Regions from separate parts of the Oryctolagus cuniculus genome. Here region 1 is linked to region 2. The links are chromatin contacts, called in public Hi-C maps. All regions are on one chromosome and are shown on one strand. The core of a region is the stretch at or near the end of the contact, and the rest is flanking DNA. Distances in the headings are between cores, read along the strand shown. Region 1 has its middle 73 kb from the start of DMRT1. Region 2 overlaps DOCK8 (dedicator of cytokinesis 8).

Region 1 (3,251 bases), core at 294-2,793, 360 kb after region 2:
ACACCAGCCCCCTGGCAAGGTCCTGTGTGACAGGGCAGGAATGGAAGTCAGTGCATAGCACCCACCTTCCCCCGTGGGGCCCAATTCTCACTATTCTGTGTCCTTTCTCACTAATGGGGCTTACACGATCACTGATTCTGTCAGGCAAAATAGAACACTTCAGGCCTCTTATTACAGGGAGGGATTCTTCTGGGTTCATTTTTTTGTCTTTAATTTTATTTACTTTTTTTTTTTTTTTTCATTTTATTTGAAAGCCAGACAGAGAAACAGAGAGGACGATTTTCCATCTACTGGTTCACTCCCCAAATGCCCACAACAGCCAGAGCTGAGCCAGGCTGAAGCCAGGAGGCAGGAACCCCCTCCCAGTCGCCCATATGGGTGGCAGGGAGCCAGGTACTTGAGTTTCATCTGCTGTCTCCCAGGAAGCTGGAGCAGAAGCAGAGGAGCTGGGACCAGAAAGCAGCCTGGTATGGGATGTGGTTGTCCCAAGCTGTGACCTAAGCTCTGGCACGAAGAGTTCCTTTGTTTTGGGAATGATATTGCAGGCTGCTTTGTAAAAGGCGAAATCCTCTGTTCTCAACGGCCCCCAGACACCCCTGCTTCATCTGAAAGTAACATGCAGGCTAAAGTGGGCTTCCAGGACCAGCCAAATCCAACCTAGCTTTTGCCTTAGTGTGAGTCCCTCTGTGGGCAGCCTCAGATGACCCCACTGCTCGTGCAGAAAGGTGATTTGGGTGTTGGTTCTAACACTAGGAAGTAATATAAAGCACCACCAAATTGAGCTTCTGTCTTAGAAATGAGGTCACAATCATTCCCTTTCCATATTAGGAGATATTTTTCCTCCAGTAAATCGAAGCAAATGAGAATTTTAAAATACCTTCATTACAAAACTAGGTTGGGGTGGGGCAGGAGGCGTAGCAGGTGAAGCTGCAGGTTGCATCCCACATGGGCTCCGTTTGTGTCCTGGCTGCTCTACTTCCAATCCAGCTCCCTGCGTATGTCCTGGGAAAAAGCAGTGGAAGATGGCCAAGTGCTTAGGCCTTGGCTAACAAGGGGGAGACCCAAATGAAGCTCTTGGCTTCAGCCTAGCCCAGCCCTGGAGGTTGTGGCCATCTGTGGAATACACCAGTGGATTGAAAAGCTCTCTGTCTCTTCCTCTCTCTGCCTTTCAAATAAATAAAACTGAAAAGCAAAGTGGGAATTAAAAAAAAAATACCATGAATATTTTAAATGAAATAATCCAATAATTTATTGCTAAAATTCTTTAACACCGTATTAAAATATCTCTCAGGAAGAGCTATTTTAATGGAATCCATCTTTTACAGTGTTGACACATCACTGCTTTCCAGTTTTGTTTTTCATTCTTTAATGCCCCCTTTATGTCTTAATGTATCAAACACTTCTATAAGTGAAGGTACATATTTAATAGTCACAGATATTTAATAGGCGCACAAATATTTTCTTCATGTCAGAGGATATAGGAGCTGGATTACACAGTGCAGTTCTTTACTTCATCTTGAAAGAATGCAGGAAGCAAGTGGAGAGAAGCACGCAGGGCAGATCCAGGCCTGGGCAGGTGCCTGCCCTGGGGCATTCTGCCACCTGGTGTCCACATCTGGACACTGCACCCTCCTCAGAATCCCATGGTCTGAGCATTGATGTCCTCCCTCCCTCCAGTCATCACCACACCATACAAGGGACCTCAGCACTCTGCAGTGGAGAAGAAGCGCCACCTGCTGTGGGGTTCAGGGGCAATGTGCAGGGGCTCTGGAATGGGACAGAACTCCAGCTCCAAACCCCCAGCCACGACTTGGGGCAAATGGCTTTATCTGTCAAGCCTTAGTTTGTAAATGGTAGAACATTTGAGACCACCGACCTTCCAGAAGGTCACATAGGTGCCATGCTGCCAAGACGGAAACATCAGATAAAGTGCCTGCAGATCACAGACACACGAACGCTTCAAGCAGGATGAAAGAACAAGTGCATCATGGAACAGTCTTGGGAAGAGGCCTGGCTCATCAGCACAACTTCCTCCCGACAGCCATGTCCCTTATCCTGAGGAGCCCAGAGCGACGAGAAGCAGGATGGGGCTGTGACTGATGGGGCTGCTCCTGCAGTCCAGGCCCAAGCACAGGAAGCCAAGAGGCTGAGAGGCCTGACCAGAGGCCAGCTCTGTGAGGGAGTGCGACCACAGAGGGCTGGGTGTGCACACGAGCACAGGGACCCAGCAGCAGGGGTGGCAGATGGAGAAGGAGGCCTTGAAAGTTGAATGCTGCGAGGGGTCAGAACACCCAGATCTTTAGACTGTGTGTGGGCTGAATGGTCTCATCAGTTTGCCTCCACAAAGTCAACTCACGCAAGCACCATTTTTTATTCCCATTTTAAGTAAAAGAAAGTTGTGGGGTCAGTGCTTGGCACAGTAGGTTAAAGCCCTGGCCTGCAGTGCTGGCATCCCATCCAGGCACCAGTTCAAGCCCTGGCTGCTCCACTTCTGATTGAGCTCCCTGCTATGTCCTGGGAAAGCAGAAGATGGCCAAAGTGCTTGGGCCCCTATGTGGGAGCCTCAGAAGAAGCTCCTGACTCCTGGCTTCGGATCGACTCAGCTCTGGCCATTGCAGTCATTTGGGGAGTGAACCAGCGGATGGAAGACCTCTCTTAATATTTATAAAATAAATCTTTAAAAAAAAAAACAAATAAATAAAGTTGGGGACTTCCGTTTTGATGTAGCAGATTAAGCCACCACTTGTGATGATGCTGGCATCATTATCTGAGCACTAGTTCAGTTCCCAGCTGCTCCCCTTCCAATCTATCTCCCCACTGATGTGCATAGGAGAGCAGCAGGAGATGGTCCCAGTAGCTGGGCCCCTGCCACCCACATGGGAAACCACAATAGAGTTCTGGGTTCCCGGCTTCAGACCTGGCTATGAGGCCATTTGGAGAGTGAATTGGCAGACAGGATCTCTCTCTCTCTCTCTCTGTTACTATGCATTTCAAATAAATAAATAAATCCTTTTATTTAAAAAAAAAAAGCAGGGGGGAGATGGCATTTTGGCATGGCAGGTTGAAGGCTGCCTGCATGCTGGCGTCCTATATGGATACCAGTTCATGTCCCAGCTGCTCCACTGCTCAGCCAGCTCCTTATTAACGGTACCCTCGTGGGAGATCTGGAAGAAGCTCCTGGCTTTGGATGGTCCAGCCTTAGCCATTACAGCCATCTGGAGAGTGAACCAAAAGATGGAATCTCTCTCTCT
Region 2 (3,493 bases), core at 669-3,168:
ATTTTGCCCCTGTTATCTATGGCCCAGGGTGGCTAAGCTAGTAGAGTAATATCATTTGTGCTTATTCTGATAAATCAAAATCTCCAGGCCTAGTGCATTTTTCCTTTCGCATTCCACCCACGTGAGACAGCGTGGTGTGAGCAAGGGATTCTAGAGAGCAGGGTTAGGGTTTGGGCTTGGTGCTGATGGAGCCGCCAGCCACGTGGGCACCGGCAAGTCATTTACCTGCCCTCAGCCTCACGTCTTCATTTCCTCAGAGCTTCTGGCCTCTGGCTAAACATAAGAACCACCTATGGGTTTTTAAATTTATTTCTTTATTTTATTTAAAAGGCAGAGAGACAGAGACAGATTGACGTGAAGATTTTCCATACACGATTTCAGTCCCCAGATGCCTGCAACACACAGGGCTGGGCCAAGTAAAAGCCAGGAGCCTAGAACTCTATCTGGGTCTCCCATATGGGTGGCAGGGACCCAAGTTCCAAAGCCATCATCTGCTAACACCCAGGGCATGCACGGGCAGGACGCTGGAACTGGGGACAGAGCTGGGGCTCAACCCCAGGCACTCTGAAACGGGATGCAGTCATCAGTGGCATCCTCATAATACACCAATGCCCACCGCACATGGATCTTTGGCAAGCATTGGGTCTGCCTCCAGAGATTCTGCGGTCTGTCTGCAGGCTGAACCGTGTGAAACTCTAGACGTTCTACCCTTCTTGACCTACAAATGTCAACCCAATGACAGGCTGAAGCTGGTCCTGAAAACTGACTGCTCAGTTTGAAGGAATTGCCTGAGTTAGTTGTGAAATAGATGCTACTAAAAAGTAAATTATATAAACTCACAGTTAAATAAGTGATATTAAAAAGTAAATAAAATCTAAATGTAATGTGGTAGCCTGGGCTGTATCCTGCAACAGAAGTAGGATGTTAGTGGTAAAAACAGTAAGGGGGCTGGTACTGTGGCACAGCAGGTTAAAGCCACTGCCTGCAGTGCCGGCATCCCATATGGGTGCTGGTTTGAGTCCTGGCTGCTCCACTTCCGTTCCAGCTCTCTGATATGGCCTGGGAAAGCAGTATAAGATGGCCCAACTTTTTGTGCCCCTGTACCCATGTGGGAGACCCGGAAGAAACTCTTGGCTCCTGGCTCCTGGCTTCGGATCAGCTCAGCTCTGGTCATTGAGGTCATTTGGAGACTGAACCAGTGGAATGGAAGATCTCTCTCTCTCTCTCTCTCTCTCTCTCTCTCTCTCTGCCTCTCTCTGTAACTCTGTCTTTCAAATAAATAAAATAATTCTTAAAAAAAAAGTGATAACCAAAGAGCCTCTGATTTAGTTACAGAATGTACAGATGTGAATATCTTAGTTTTATGTACCATACTCTGTGAGATATGAAAATTAATGGAGATGGGGTAAAGAGTACACAGAACACTCTGTACTACTCTTGCAATTTGTAACCTTCCTTGTTATTTTATGACTTTTTGCTATCAGCCATATCCTTGAGTTCTTTATGTTTATTGTGTCTGCACAATGCTGTGTATCAGCTTTCATGTTTCTTCCAAACTGTGTACATCCATGACATCATGTGTGTAAATACAAATCACCCGTCATGGAAATATGAACAACACAAAAATTGGTAGCTGCCACAGATTGTCCCCTCCCTGGAGAGCTGGCTTGCTAGCACGTTGTGGTATCATGTGCTGATTGCCCAGGGGAGAAGTGACCCGCAGAGACTGCTGACAGTCTGCGTCTTGATGATTTCATTTGAGTGCAGTGAAAGTATTTCTGTGTAGACTTGGTTAGCAACTTCCTAATTAGTCTACGGCAAGGGGAGAAAATGTTGCCCAATCAAAAGAATGAAGTTTAGCCTTTCCTTTCAAAAATGGTTTCTGACACTGTATGAGTGTTGGGGAGACTGAGTACTTTCCACACTGAACCACAGAGAGGCACTGTTCCCACACCGTTTTTATGTTCTCCCACTAAAGCCAGAGACTAGAAAATTGAAAGAACTTCAGCACTGCCTGATTCTTGGGAGCCTTGGAATTGGGCATAACTTTACCTTGCTTTGCTTTGTACAGGGTACTTTTAAATGTTTGTGGGAAAATGGAATGAATGCAAAGACAATGAATATTTTACATTAATTTTTTGAAGCTCCTTGTATTTTGATGACAAAAATTTTGAAATTCATGCAGTTTTCCATAAATTTTTTGAAGACCCTACTATTTATGTATAGCAACTATTTTACCTTTGTTACTTGAGGGGGTGGGAAACAATAGACTAAACATGAATTCCGAGGTTACATTTCAGGGCAATTGGTTCATCCTACTGGGGTACCACTGTCGGCTGACTGCTGAGTCATGGTCTGTGTTTCAGATTGGTGACCGCAACTGCAACCGGATGTCGTACTATTGCTCTGGCAATAATGATGTTCCAAGTTCTCCTGCAGCCCCAAGACCTGCCAGCAAAAAGGTACCACGGAGGGCAGGGTAAAGATGACCACAGAATAGGAAAGGATCCACTTGTGCCCTAGTGCTCTGACTGAAAGTAGACACCATCAAAGTGTTCTCAGGCCCTGCCAGCACACACACACACACACACAGACACATACACACATCACACAAACACATACATCACACACATACCACATCATACACCACACACACATCACACACTACACATGCATCATACACATCACACATGACATACACCGCACATGACACATATGCACATCACATTTCACACAAACACATATCACATAATACACATCACACACTACACAGACATCACACACACACACACACACACACACACATCACAGTTTCATGGCCCTGTCCTTCACCCATTTTTTTGGATCACCTAACTGCCTAACTCTATGATTCTCCAACTTTTCCATGCATGGGAATTAGCCAGAAAGCTTGTGAAACCTTATTGCTGGATCCTACCTCTAGATTTCTGTTCAATATAAGGGTCTTAAAATTCATGGAGAATGAAATTAAAAAATAAGTTCATTTTGGTGTACGAAAGCTTTGAAATCCATGCATACGTGAAGTCTTCAAAAAATTCATGAAAAATGTGTTTCATGAAAAAAATAGGAATGGATTTCAAAAATTTTTTCACCAAAATAAACTTTTAATTCCATTTTTCCATGAACTTCTGAAGTACCTTTGTAGATCTGAACTGGAGCCCAAGAAGTACAAATTGCATATCCGACAAGTTCCCAACTGACGCTGGCCCAGGGCCCACACTTTGGAAGCTACTGTATAAACCTAATTTTTAGTGGAAGGTGAATGTAGACAATGCCTTTGACAAAAGTGAAAGGCCAATAATGAGTCATCATTTATTTCAGTACTATATAATTTAGTATAAAATGCTTTCTGCATTCTCCATAATCTGTATCCCCGTGAGTTTGGAAACTCACTTAAGCTGTAGAAATCCTTAACAACAAAATTCTCCAATCAGAGTGACAGCTGGTGTAATCTAAGGAATGGGGGGAAAAAGCT

The links. A called contact is a pair of places that touch in the nucleus more often than the background predicts.
Region 1: a Hi-C map of an unstated tissue shows a contact between it and region 2, with 7 times the contacts expected there. The contact joins two enhancer-like sites. A contact is called at or near these places in 2 of 6 Hi-C or Micro-C datasets (skin fibroblasts and an unstated tissue).

The regions. Positions count from the first base shown.
Region 1 is chr1:162,819,923-162,823,173 of mOryCun1.1, forward strand. No RefSeq gene overlaps it. Among named protein-coding and RNA genes, the nearest start is that of DMRT1, 73 kb to the right of the region's middle. Within about 2 kb of position 1,544, at least 1 of the 8 cell types and tissues checked has an H3K27ac peak or open chromatin away from gene starts, as enhancers often do.
Region 2 is chr1:162,460,148-162,463,640 of mOryCun1.1, forward strand. It overlaps DOCK8 (dedicator of cytokinesis 8), which reads left to right. Exons shown (of 48, transcript XM_008256091.4): 23 at 2,367-2,462. Among named protein-coding and RNA genes, the nearest start is that of KANK1, 120 kb to the right of the region's middle. Within about 2 kb of position 1,919, at least 3 of the 8 cell types and tissues checked have an H3K27ac peak or open chromatin away from gene starts, as enhancers often do.